Regions from separate parts of the Ovis aries genome. Here region 2 is linked to region 1. The links are chromatin contacts, called in public Hi-C maps. All regions are on one chromosome and are shown on one strand. Each heading gives the region's core, a stretch centred on a gene start, on an enhancer-like site or on the middle of the called end of the contact. The rest is flanking DNA. Distances are from core to core; before and after follow the strand shown.

Region 1 (5,711 bases), core at 2,102-4,601:
CAGGGAAGCCTCATTTATACAGATAACTGCCCCAGGCCCCAGCCCACTGCCCACAAATATGGAAAACGTACTCACCAGCTGTATGTGCCCGCCTGTACAACATTCTCTAAGCTGCAGTGAAACGGTTTTCCTGGGCTGCCTACACAGGACCTGTATTGACACCCTATTATAAGCTCGATTTCTACTCCTCCTGAGCAAATGACAGAGGTTTTATTTGTAAAGTGCCTTAAGAAGAGATGCGCCTAGTTTTAGGGACAAAATCATCTAGCTGTAGTAGTTTCCTAGGACACTAAGGTCCTTAAACTGAACAGAAAGACACCCAGCCTGGAAAGGAAAGCTAAGACTGGTGACCATCCGTCACGTGTCGTTTATCTCAGACCTAGACTAGGGAGTCACGGCCCAGAGAAGTCACAAGACTTGTTCCAGTGAATGCAACTTGGGCTTGCCAGGTGGCACAGTGGTAAAGAGCCTGCCTGCCCATGCAGAAGAGGTGGGTTCATTCCCTGGGCTGGGAAGATCCCCTGGAAAAGGAAATGGCAGCCCACTCCAGTGTTCTGGCCTGGAGAATCCCATGGACAGAGGAGCCTGGTGGGCTACAGTCCACGGGGTCGCAAAGAGTCAGATACGACGGAGTGACTGACAGACACACACACGCACGCACGTGTCTGGTTCCGCAGCCTACAGCTCCTTCTATTATCTTCTAGAAACTTCTGATAGCAGTATTGGTGGGCCAAGTGCTCATCTATCCTGAAGCTACTCTTCACACAATTCTAGTAAGCTGGACGGTATGGTTTCTCAGATCTAAGGTAAGAAATGAGAGAGATGCTGCTAGGGGCTGACTACCGAAAGCAACAGATGGACCAAGTCTGGAGGAAACAGTGCAAACTATTCAAAAGGAACTGCAGTTCAGTTCAGTAGCTCAGTTGTGTCCAACTCTTTGTGACTCCATGAATCGCAGCACGCCAGGCCTCCCTGTCCATCACCAACTCCCAGAGTTCACTCAGACTCACATCCATCAAGTCAGTGATGCCATCCAGCCATCTCATCCTCTGTTGTCCTCTTCTCCTCCTGCCCCCAATCCCTCCCAGCATCAGTCTTTTCCAATGAGTCAACTTTGGCCATAAGGTGGCCAAAGTACTGGAGTTTCAGCTTCAGCATCATTCCTTCCAACGAACACCCAGGACTGATCTCCTTTAGAATGGACTGGTTGGATCTCCTTGCAGTCCAAGGGACTCTCAAGAGTCTTCTCCAACACCACAGCTCAAAAGCATCAATTCTTCAGCGCTCAGCCTTCTTCACAGTCCAACTCTCACATCCGTACATGACTACTGGAAAAACCATAGCCTTGACTAGATGGATCTTAGTCGGCAAAGTAACGTCTCTGCTTTTGAATATGCTATCTAGGTTGGTCATAACTTTCCTTTCAAGGAGTAAGCATCTTTTAATTTCATGACTTCAATCACCATCTGCAGTGATTTTGGAGCCCCCCAAAATAAAGTCTGACACTGTTTCCACTATTTCCCCATCTATTTCCCATGAAGTGATGGGACTAGATGCCGTGATCTTCGTTTTCTGAATGTTGAGCTTTAAGCCAACTTTTTCACTCTCTTCTTTCACTTTCATCAAGAGGCTTTTAGTTCCTCTTCACTTTCTGCCATAAGGGTGGTGTCATCTGCATATCTGAGGTGACTGATATTTCTCCCGGCAATCTTGATTCCAGCTTGTGCTTCATCCAGCCCAGCGTTTCTCATGATGTACTCTGCATAGAAGTTAAATAAGCAGGGTGACAATATACAGCCTTGATGTACTCCTTTTCCTATTTGGAACCAGTCTGTTGTTCCATGTCCAGTTCTAACTGTTGCTTCCTGACCTGCATACAGATTTCTCAAGAGGCAGGTCAGGTGGTCTGTATTCCCATCTCTTTCAGAATTTTCCACAGTTTATTGTGATCCACACAGTCAAAGGCTTTGGCATAGTCCATAAAGCAGAAATAGATGTTTTTCTGGAACTCTCTTGCTTTTCGATGATCCAGCGGATGTTGGCAATTTGATCTCTGGTTCCTCTGCCTTTTCTAAAACTTAGAAAACATTTTTTCATTGTATTACTTTATGATCAGAGAGAGCTACGCAAGCTAGCTACACAGATGGGGAGTTGAGACCTCCCCGGTGGTCCAGTGGTTAGCACTTGGTGCTTTCTCGGCCGAGGTCTTACTTCCATCCCTGGTCTGGGGACTAAGACCTCACAGGTCACATGGCGTGAGCAAATTGTTTTAAATGTGTGAATGAAATGTTTGCCCCTTGTTTTATGTCTCTGGCTATGTTCCAGTGTCTCCTAGCTTATAGTCTATGAAAACTTGACTAGAATTTGTATCCTACGGTTGTGTAAATATTGTATAAATCTTATGTTGAATTGGTTCATGCTACTTTTCAGGTCTACTATATCCATCTACTTTTCTGAATGTTCATTCTGTTAATTTTTGAGAGTTTGATATTGAAACTCCAACTAAAAACTCACAATTTATCTACTTAAAAATAGTCGCAATGCATAGTGGGACTCTACGTAGCTGTGCTGTGCTTTCCAAGTCTCCTGTAAATGTGTTATCATGCTTTCATAATTCAAACAATAAAAAAGAGAGAAAAAATGGGTGAAAATGTGGACGGTCTGGGGCTCTTGCGTGTAAGGGTCAACACTCCCAAATGGTTTGAACGCGTCGTGTCATAATGGTGGGTTGCATGCAGTGAGCGATGAAGGGCACTTCTGAGAACTCTGCATAAGAAACAGTTCCAGGGAGAAAGGCTTTCGCTCTCGAGGCACCAAAAGGGGCCAGGTATGGGTCAGTCATGCAATTTTTAAAAATTTTTCTATAAATTTCTGCTTATTTTTAAGATTACGGTAGAATGCGCACACATAACCCGTGCGTCGTCTTGACCACTTTTAAGTGCGTAGCCCAGCAGACTTAGGTGCACCCACGTTGCGCTGAACTCGTCACCTCCTGAAATTCTTCCACATGGAGTCTTGCGTTTCTCACAGCCACCGTCGCCACAAACCAAGCTGACCTTGGACTCCCGCGCCCGCCTCTCCTGTTGCCCTGTTTTTATTGCTAAAGGAGCCCTTGCTGCACCCAGCCCTAGACGTCCCCGGACAGACCAAGAGGAGCCTTGAATCTGATACGCAGAGGAGGCCCAACACGCAGATGTAAGTCTCTGAAACGACAGGTGAGAATCCTGAAGGAGCTGACCCATCCCTTCATCCTCTGTCTCTCTCTCTCTCTCTCACACACACACACACACCCAAGAGACTGCTCTAGAAGAGACTGCTCTAGAAGAGACTGCAAACACCCTCTCAGTCGCCGAGGCAACTGCGGATCAGTCCCTGAGCAGACTTGCTTGTTGCCGTGGCAACAGTCCTAGCCTGGGCTTGTTTGTTTTGCTCACTGAATTAGTTACAGAAAGACGGTGAGCTAGGCGATCAGCTATCGGAGTCTGGAATTCCAGAGAAATAGGACCAAGGTGTGCAGGTGAGGGTCCTCTCCCCAGGAGCGTCCTGCTCGCGCCGAGTAGGCCAGCCAACGGGAAGCCAGCGCTGCTAACAAGACCAGGATAATTCACAGCTCGGCCGGGGAGTCAGTGAAGTCTCACTGGGGGAAAGGGAAGAATGCTTCCTCCTGATGGCCCATCAGTCTGGGCTCCTTACTGGCTCCCCTGTAGTCAGACCGAGGCGGCGGGACAGCGATCCAGGAGCGCCTGATCTGAAGCCGGGCAGCGCGCGGCGGGGGGCGCAGCAGGCGCGGTGGCTCCGGCGCGAGTGGCGCCGGCCTGCGACGCGCTCTCGCTCAGCTCCCTGGGACAAGCCTCCCGAAGGCGCGGCTGACAGAGCCGCAGTTCAAGCGGCTCGCCTGGCGGTGGGCTCCCCGGGAAACAAGGCTGATCTGGGGAGGGGCGGGGTGCGGTGGGGAGGGCTGGGATGCGGCGGGAAGGGGTGGACACGGAGGGGCGCTCGCTCCACCAGCAACTCCTGTTCAAACTGCTCTTTTAAAAGAATTATTAGTTCTCTATCTGTGGCTGCGCTGGGCCTTCGGTGCTGCGCCCGGGCTCTCTCGGGTTGCGGTGCTCAGGCGTCTCGCTGTGGAGCGCAGGCTCAGCGCGTGCGGTGCGCCGGCTTCGTTGCTCCTCCCGGACCGGGTATCGTCGTGGCCCACGCCCCCTGCACCACAGTCGCAGCCCCACCTGCGTATTAATCCTGGCGCTCAGTCCCCCTGCGCGCCAGGCATGGTGCTCGGTGCGCTCCACACCTCGCGTAATCCTCGCAATTCTAGGACACTGTATGTCCCCCTTTCTCAGATGCAGAAACTGAGGCTCTCGGATGTTAAGCACCTTGCGGCTGCTCTGACATAGAGCTGGGATTCAGACACAGGCACTCTGACTCCAGAACCTGTCTCTGAGCCCCTCGCCCTTGCTTTCAGGACAGAACACCAGTCTTCAGAGGCATTCCAGCTCTGTGGGCGCCTGGACACTGGAACCAGACTCTTCCCAGAGGCACCTGACTGGCTCTCTTCTGTGGTTAGGAAGTGGGCAGCTTGAGCATCTCTGGCCCGAGCCTGGCTGAGCTCCAGAATGGCCTGGGAAGATGGTTGGACAGACAGGTGCCTGGCCCTTTGGCCGAGCTGCCCAACATCCGCTCAGGACCTGGATGAACTTTTATGTTCCTCCGCGAGACTGCAAGGCACTGCAGGTGGGTGCGTCGCTGGGCTGGGGACTCATGGTTGCCTTAGACGCCCAAGTATTTTAGGTTTTGGCCTGAGGGCAAGGGACACAGTCCTGAGATTGCAGAAGGCCCCCAGGAAGCCAGGAAGAGAGGGCCACCGCCCAGCTGGTAGCGATGTTGAGGGAAGCGTCAAGGAAGGGACTGAAGCAGCCAGGAGATGACACCAAAGAGCAAGCGGAGGAAAGGGTCCAGGGCTGGAAACCCACATCGGGCTTAGATGGAGCTCTGTCTGGTCAAGAACACGCAGCCCAGCTCGCCGCCAGAGCCAGCTTGCAGAGCTTGCTTCTGTGATGAGGAAACTCCCGCGTTGACTCCGCTGTGCGACGACTGGCTGCCGTGAGGCCTGCAGAGTCAAGGGTGGGAATGTGATGTGCTGACTGTGGATTCTGCACCAAGGGTCCCACCGCTGTGCACCTCAAAATCGAGTTCCAGCCGCTTTGGGCCCCTGCCTAGTGACTGGCAGAAACATCAGCCCCGAGATATCCTGGAGGATCCGTTCTTCCCCTTCTTCATCACGAAACCCCCCAGCACCTGTGGCTTTAGAAGCCTGGGGGTGGAGACTGGGGCCGAGGCCTTTGTCCAGGACGGCCCCCCTCTTCCAAGCCGCTCTTTGGGCTCCAAGATGCTGCAGATAAACCCTGGTCCCTGCTAAGATATGGTCCCTGATCCTCAGGCACGGATCACTGCTCTGGAGGGGGGAGCCCTCAAAATATCCCCCGTAAAGGCCCCTTCACTGGTGGGAAAGTGCTGCAGGCCAGGGGCCCCCAGGTGCATAGTATAAGGGAACAGCACCCCTCTGGCCATGTCTGCCTCTCACAGGCCCTCCCAGCTGTTCCAGCCTGGTGATTTCTACAGCGTGCCCTGCAATGGGGCTTCCCTGACGGCCCAATAGTGAAGAACCCGCCTGCCGATGCAGGAGACACAAGAGACGAGGGTTTGGTCCCCGG
Region 2 (5,711 bases), core at 1,125-3,624, 240 kb after region 1:
CGGGATGTCATGGAAGGAAACGCAGGCTTTGCTGAACAGCCGGGGTGGGGTGGGGGGTCGGGGGTCTCTTGTTCTGGAAAACTCGCTCACTGGCAGCTCTTCCCCTTGGGGAAGTCTCTCTGCAGCTGGGTGTCCATGGGCTGGGACTAGGGCTGCAGGACACGGGCATCGTTTTGGCTGTCCCCTCGCATCTCACGGGCAGCCTGGGCGACCACACACAGGGGAGCCCAGAAGCCCAGAGGGAGCGTGTGCCAGTGGGTTCCCGTCAGCCTGTGCAGCCTCACGACCTCCTACTCACACGCCACCTCCCTGCCCGACCCCAGACGCCCCCTCAGCCCCCACCCCGAGAGACGGGGACCCTTGGTGATGCTCGGAACCTCAAGCTCCTGAAGGATTCCAGTTTGTTTTTGAAAAAGAAAAATTCCTCGGCATACATCAAATGAGTAACACTCCATTAAGGAAGGATACAGGAACTTATGTTTCCAGGATCATAAAGGTAATCTGATGCAAAGAGCTGACTCACTGGTAAAGACCCCGATGCTGGGAAAGATTGAGGGCTGGAGGTGAAGGGGACGACACAGAGTGGGATGGTTGGATGGCGTCACTGACTCAACGGACATGAGTTCGAGCAAGCTCAAGGAAATGGTGAAGGACTGGGAAGCCTGGGGTGCTGCAGTCCACGGGGTCGCAAAGCACTGGCCCGACTTAGCGGCTGAACGACAGTGAGAACAGCCCCAGCCGAGTCTGAGCAGCAGATGCCTTCAAGGGGTGTCTTGGTTGCAGTGGCGGACGTTCCCACTAACAGAAGTGCTTGGGTCGAAGAGGAGAGGAGGGTCCCCCCACCACCCCCGCGGCCCGGGCAGAGGCTCCGAGGAGCAGAGTTTGAAAGGCACGGACGTGGTCCAGCCCTTTTCTGTTATGTTTATGAAAACCAAGGCTTAGAGAGGGAGTGGGACTATTCGGTGGGGTTTGGGGTTGTGACGGACAAAACTCAATTCCAACCCACTCTTAGAAAAAAGAGATTTCCCCCGAGAAACTGGGTCTCTTGCGTAGCTCGTAGGCGGGGGCGCCCTGGGACCCCGGGGACGCCGGAGGCAGAGGCGGGCCCTGCTCGCCCGCCCTTCCCCAGCTGCTTCTGTCTTTCATGGCAAGCTAGGCTGCTTCCGCTCTGCGGGAACCGTGGCCCCGTGTCTGCCTCTGACAGCTCCGTCTCTCCTGCGGCGTCGAGCGTGAATCCGCGGGGCCCAGGGAAGGCTGTGTTGGCTCGTGGTAGGTTAAGTGCCCCCTCTGTGCCCTGGACCCTGGCTGCCGGGCGGGGCTTATCGGAGGGCAGTTGATGTGTGTGGGAAAGGGGGTGATGCTGAGCAAACAGAGTGACAGGTAGCACCACGCTTCACCAGCCAGGGTCGTGCAGAAGGGTGGTCGGGGGTGGGATGGGGGTGAGAACAGGGTCTTGGGCTTTGAGGCCTTTTCCTTTGATCTTGTTGCCTGTGTGTGAAATCACTGAAGAGCAGAGACGATGTCTAGGCTTCAATATGAAACCTGTTCATGACTCACAAGTCCCTTTGGAACAAATGAACGTATTCCCAGCCTGGCTGGTCTCCAGGGACAGTCAAGGATAAAGAAAATGTTTGGACTCAGCCATGTTTGTCCAACCCTGCCACCTGGCACTTTGATCACCCCTTTTATTCAGCAGCCATGGAGCAGCGTGGAGAAGGCGGTGGCACCCACTCCAGTCCTCTTGGCTGGAGAACCCCAGGGACGGGGGAGCTTGGTGGGCTGCAGTCCATGGGGTCTCGAAGAGTCGGACACAACTGAGCGACTTCACTTTCACTTTTCTCTTTCATGCATTGGAGAAGGAAATGGCAGCCCACTCCAGTGTTCTTGCCTGGAGAATCCCAGGGACCGGGGAGCCTGGTGAGCTGCCGTCTATGGGGTCGCACAGAGTCGGACACGACTGGAGCGACTGAGCAGCAGCAGCAGCACAGAGCAGCGCTCCGGGCCGTGTGTCCGTGGTCCTGATGGAGAGGAGACCCTGTGACGCTGGTACCCTCTGAGTCGGCCCCCTTAGGATAGGAGACCCTGTGATGCTGGTACCCGCTGAGTCGGCCCCCTTAGGATGCAGGACGAGTCTCCCAGGAAGCACGGAGACTTGTGCTTGGGGCTGAGACCCGGACGAAGCCCCCTCGCCCGCACTGTGGGCTGCTTGGCAGCACGGTCTGCAGGCCGAGTGGGTCTCCAGGTCCTGGCGGCTCTGCCCCTCTCACTCCCGCAGCTTTGCTTTCATGGAGAGTTCCAGCTGCGAGAGCAAACAGCTGGAGACATGCTAACAATGGCTCCGTGTCTTAGCTTCTCTCCGAGAAACACCAAGCTACCTGGCTTCCCTCCAGCCGGGGAAAGAAAAACGAGGCACATTTTCCCTGCGAGTCAACCCATCAGGCTCCCCCCACGGTCAGGAAAAGGACGTGTCCCCTGCTTGGTGCGTAAACCGTGGCGACTTCCCTCGGGCAGCAGTTGCCCTCGCCTGGCCCTCCCCGAGCCCTTAGGCCTCAGATGCCCACCTCCTAGAGCCCCGTGGGGGCAGACCCTTCCCGCCTGCGTCTCTGGACTGAGGGCGCTGGCTCTCTGGCCTCCCACCCGCTTAACCTCCGCGTGCCTCACTGCTGTGCGGAGGTGGTGGTGGTGGAGGCGCCACGGCTCAGTGGTGTGTAAAGAGCTTGGCTATTTTGCCGGATTAAAAGTTTTCCATCCAAGATCCTTGGCCCCTAGTCTTGCCTTTTTTTCGGAATTAATTTAGCCTCAAGTAGGCTCGATGCATGTGGTCGCCTTGGGAAGTTCCAAAGTGTTGACAGATGGGCTAAGTTAGAGAATGATCCCAAAGGTAGTGAGAGCATCCGGGGTTGTTTTTTTAACTGTGGTGGAGGCGACCAGAGGCTCTGCCGGGTGAAAAGCTCGTAGCCCTGACCTGGGGAGTCTAGCTAATGTTTATCTTCGGCTTTGTATTCTCAGATTAAAGATCGTGGTGGTAGCACAGATGGAAGGGCCTCGGGGAGACGGCTCGTTGCTAAGGCCTTTGTCTCCTAAGGCTCTTGTGTTCCAGAGGCAAATACTGGTCCGAGCTCCCCAGTAGCACCTGAGGGACACGTCCCTGAGAGCATCATTTTGAGACCATTTCTGGGAACCAGGAGTGTGTGGGAGCATCATCAATCCCTCCGGTGATGGGATCACCCTGTGGACAGCAAGGCCCTCTCCTTCTGGCAGGACCATCGCTGGCCAAGCAGGTGTCACGGGTGATGCTCAGCATCGAATTCCTGATGGGGGAGCCCTGCAAAGGCCTCCTGAACATGGGGCTCCCCCGGATGAACCAGCAAGAGCAAATCCTGCTCAGAGCCTTGGGTAAAGGTGACGGAGAGGAGGCTGGTTTCACTGGGCCTGGTCTCTCGCGGGTTCGGCTGCTTCAGGGTGAAGAGAGAGACAGGAGCAATAAATGCCCCCATCTCTGCCGCACTGGTGTCGGTGCTTATGGTTCTATTAGCAGCTGCCTGGGAGCCAGGCCCGACTTAATTTAATTTAATCTCCTTGGTTATTTTCAGCTCAGCTCAGTCTATTTTCAGCCCAGATGGAGGGGAAGTCATCAGATGGAGGGGGTGGCTGGGGAAGGGGCAGGGGGCTGCCTTCCATGCCCCACAGCCCAGTGGCTCAGGCTTGACCCCTCCTTTCGAGGAGGCGGGTCCCTGATCAGGTTCTGGTCCTCATCGAGTTCCTCTCTGAGCCATCACCTTGTTGTTCTGAGTAACCGTGAACACTGAGAATAAGGGACGGAAATTTACCCGGTGACCAGGGAAAGGGCAGCTGAAGAGGAATCGCCCTCAGTGCCCCCGAACACCCAAGGCTGTGTCACAACGTACTGGAAGTCTCCAGCAGTTTACGTGCAGGCTGGGGCTCCTCTGGCAGCCCAGTGGTTACCACTCTGGGCTCCCAATGCAGAGGGCACGGGTTCAATCCCTGGTCAGGGAACTAGATGCCACATGGCAAAAAAAAAAAAAATACAGGCTTGTTGCAAGGATTAGCAGAGTCGAATATGACAGGAGAAAAGGCCTCTGATCAACAGAGCAGAAGCCACGTGACTGGAGAAAGATGGCTCATTTCAGAATGTGGTTCGGAGAGTTGTCTAAACATTTGGAAGAAAAAAATTAGGAAAGCTCACACTGTACACCAAAATAAATTTCCGATGGATTTAAAAGTTAAATATATTAAAAAAAAGAAAAAGACAGGATAATTGAAGAAAACTTAAGTGAAATTTGGCTTATCTCAGGAAAGCCAAGGATTTTCTGAATGTGAAAGAAACGGAGGGAGTCAAAAAGGAAATGCCTGGCAGACGCAGCGTGAAGCCTGGAGCTCTGTGTTGCTGGGAGCTTGGGGAGTGAGAGCGAAAGGGAGTTTGCAGCACACGGGACAGAGGGCCTTCGTCACTCCTTCCCGTCTGAAGCGCTCCTGTGACCTGGTAGGAAAATGCTTTACCACCCTATAGGGAGCTTGGACAAGGACGAAATCAAAGGAAAAGAAGCACTAACATAGCAGGGGCAAGATAGTCAAGCCTCAAAAATGATCAAGGAAGCCACAGTTCCAAGGTTATTTTTAAGTTTTATCCCCACACCCTTCATAGAGCTTTGATACGACTTCTCGGGGAGTAATTTGGCAATGCACATCAGAGTCGTGAACGGTTTTACCCCCTCCGGTCCACTGCTAATAATAACGTGTATCCTGAGGGAAAACAGAATTTCAGATGGATGTTGACGCGGGAAGATGATCCGTTGCCACGTGATTTACACAAAGGGGAAGAATTTTAATCTACGTAGATGGCCTTGAAACAGGGAATTGATAAAATAGATTATGAGATAGCTAGAAAATGGGATGCCAGCCCTCTAACATGTTTTCAAAACATACCTTGTTGTGTCCTAAAGGCAAGTTCCTAAACTGCGCTCTTTGGGAATTCCCTGGCGGTCCCCCGGTGAGGACTCCATGCTTTCACTGCCGAGGGCCCAGGTTCAATCCCTGGTCAGGGAACTAAGATCCTATAAGCCGTGTGGTGTGGCCAAAAAAAAAAAATTAAAAACCAAACCAAAACAAACAAAAAACCCCTCTGTTCCTAGACACGAACTCTATAAAAATAAATATTCCGGTGTAGATAAATGCAGAGCAAAGTGCCTGGCGGTAAGAGCAGCTCTCTTACAGCAGAAGCTTAGGTGGTTTTCCTTTTCTTCTTAATACCTTTATGTTTTTAGCTTTTGAATGATGAGTATATCCATTCCTCTCATAATAAGAAAAAGAAGTCTTTCTTAAGAGCTGCTTCTTGTTTATACAGAATCGTGTGGGCTCCCATAACCTGAAAAATATTATTGCTCCAACAACCAGATTCCATTTCCTCTTGCAACTTTAAGGTCATAGAACTTTAATAGAAATTGTTATTTTCCACTCACTGGAAGAGGAAAAGTAGTGAAATATTTATGATTCTTGTCCAAGGACCAAAAGTTGCTTTTTCTCACCTCAGACCAAATTCTTGTAAGTTCTCTCATTCGTTTACAGGATTTTGGTGGTAGAGTTGCTGACTCAAGTTTTTTTCTGGTCTGGGGATGGCACTGGATTTCCTGGGACAGAAATTACATTCTTATCATCAGAGCATGGGCCTCACCGGTGAGACAGAGGGCTAA

What was found. Hi-C and Micro-C count contacts between places; a contact is called where the count stands out from the background.
Region 2: a Hi-C map of hypothalamus shows a contact between it and region 1, with 3 times the contacts expected there. The contact joins two enhancer-like sites. A contact is called at or near these places in 4 of 16 Hi-C or Micro-C datasets (hypothalamus, muscle, skin fibroblasts and 1 more).

What each region holds. Positions count from the first base shown.
Region 1 is chr11:61,818,615-61,824,325 of ARS-UI_Ramb_v3.0, forward strand. No RefSeq gene overlaps it. Among named protein-coding and RNA genes, the nearest start is that of APOH, 14 kb to the left of the region's middle. Within about 2 kb of position 3,352, at least 3 of the 54 cell types and tissues checked have an H3K27ac peak or open chromatin away from gene starts, as enhancers often do. A contact at or near this core is called in hypothalamus, where this site is marked.
Region 2 is chr11:62,061,662-62,067,372 of ARS-UI_Ramb_v3.0, forward strand. The region is part of intron 5 of PRKCA (protein kinase C alpha); the gene reads left to right. Among named protein-coding and RNA genes, the nearest start is that of CACNG5, 85 kb to the right of the region's middle. Within about 2 kb of position 2,375, at least 2 of the 54 cell types and tissues checked have an H3K27ac peak or open chromatin away from gene starts, as enhancers often do. A contact at or near this core is called in hypothalamus, where this site is marked.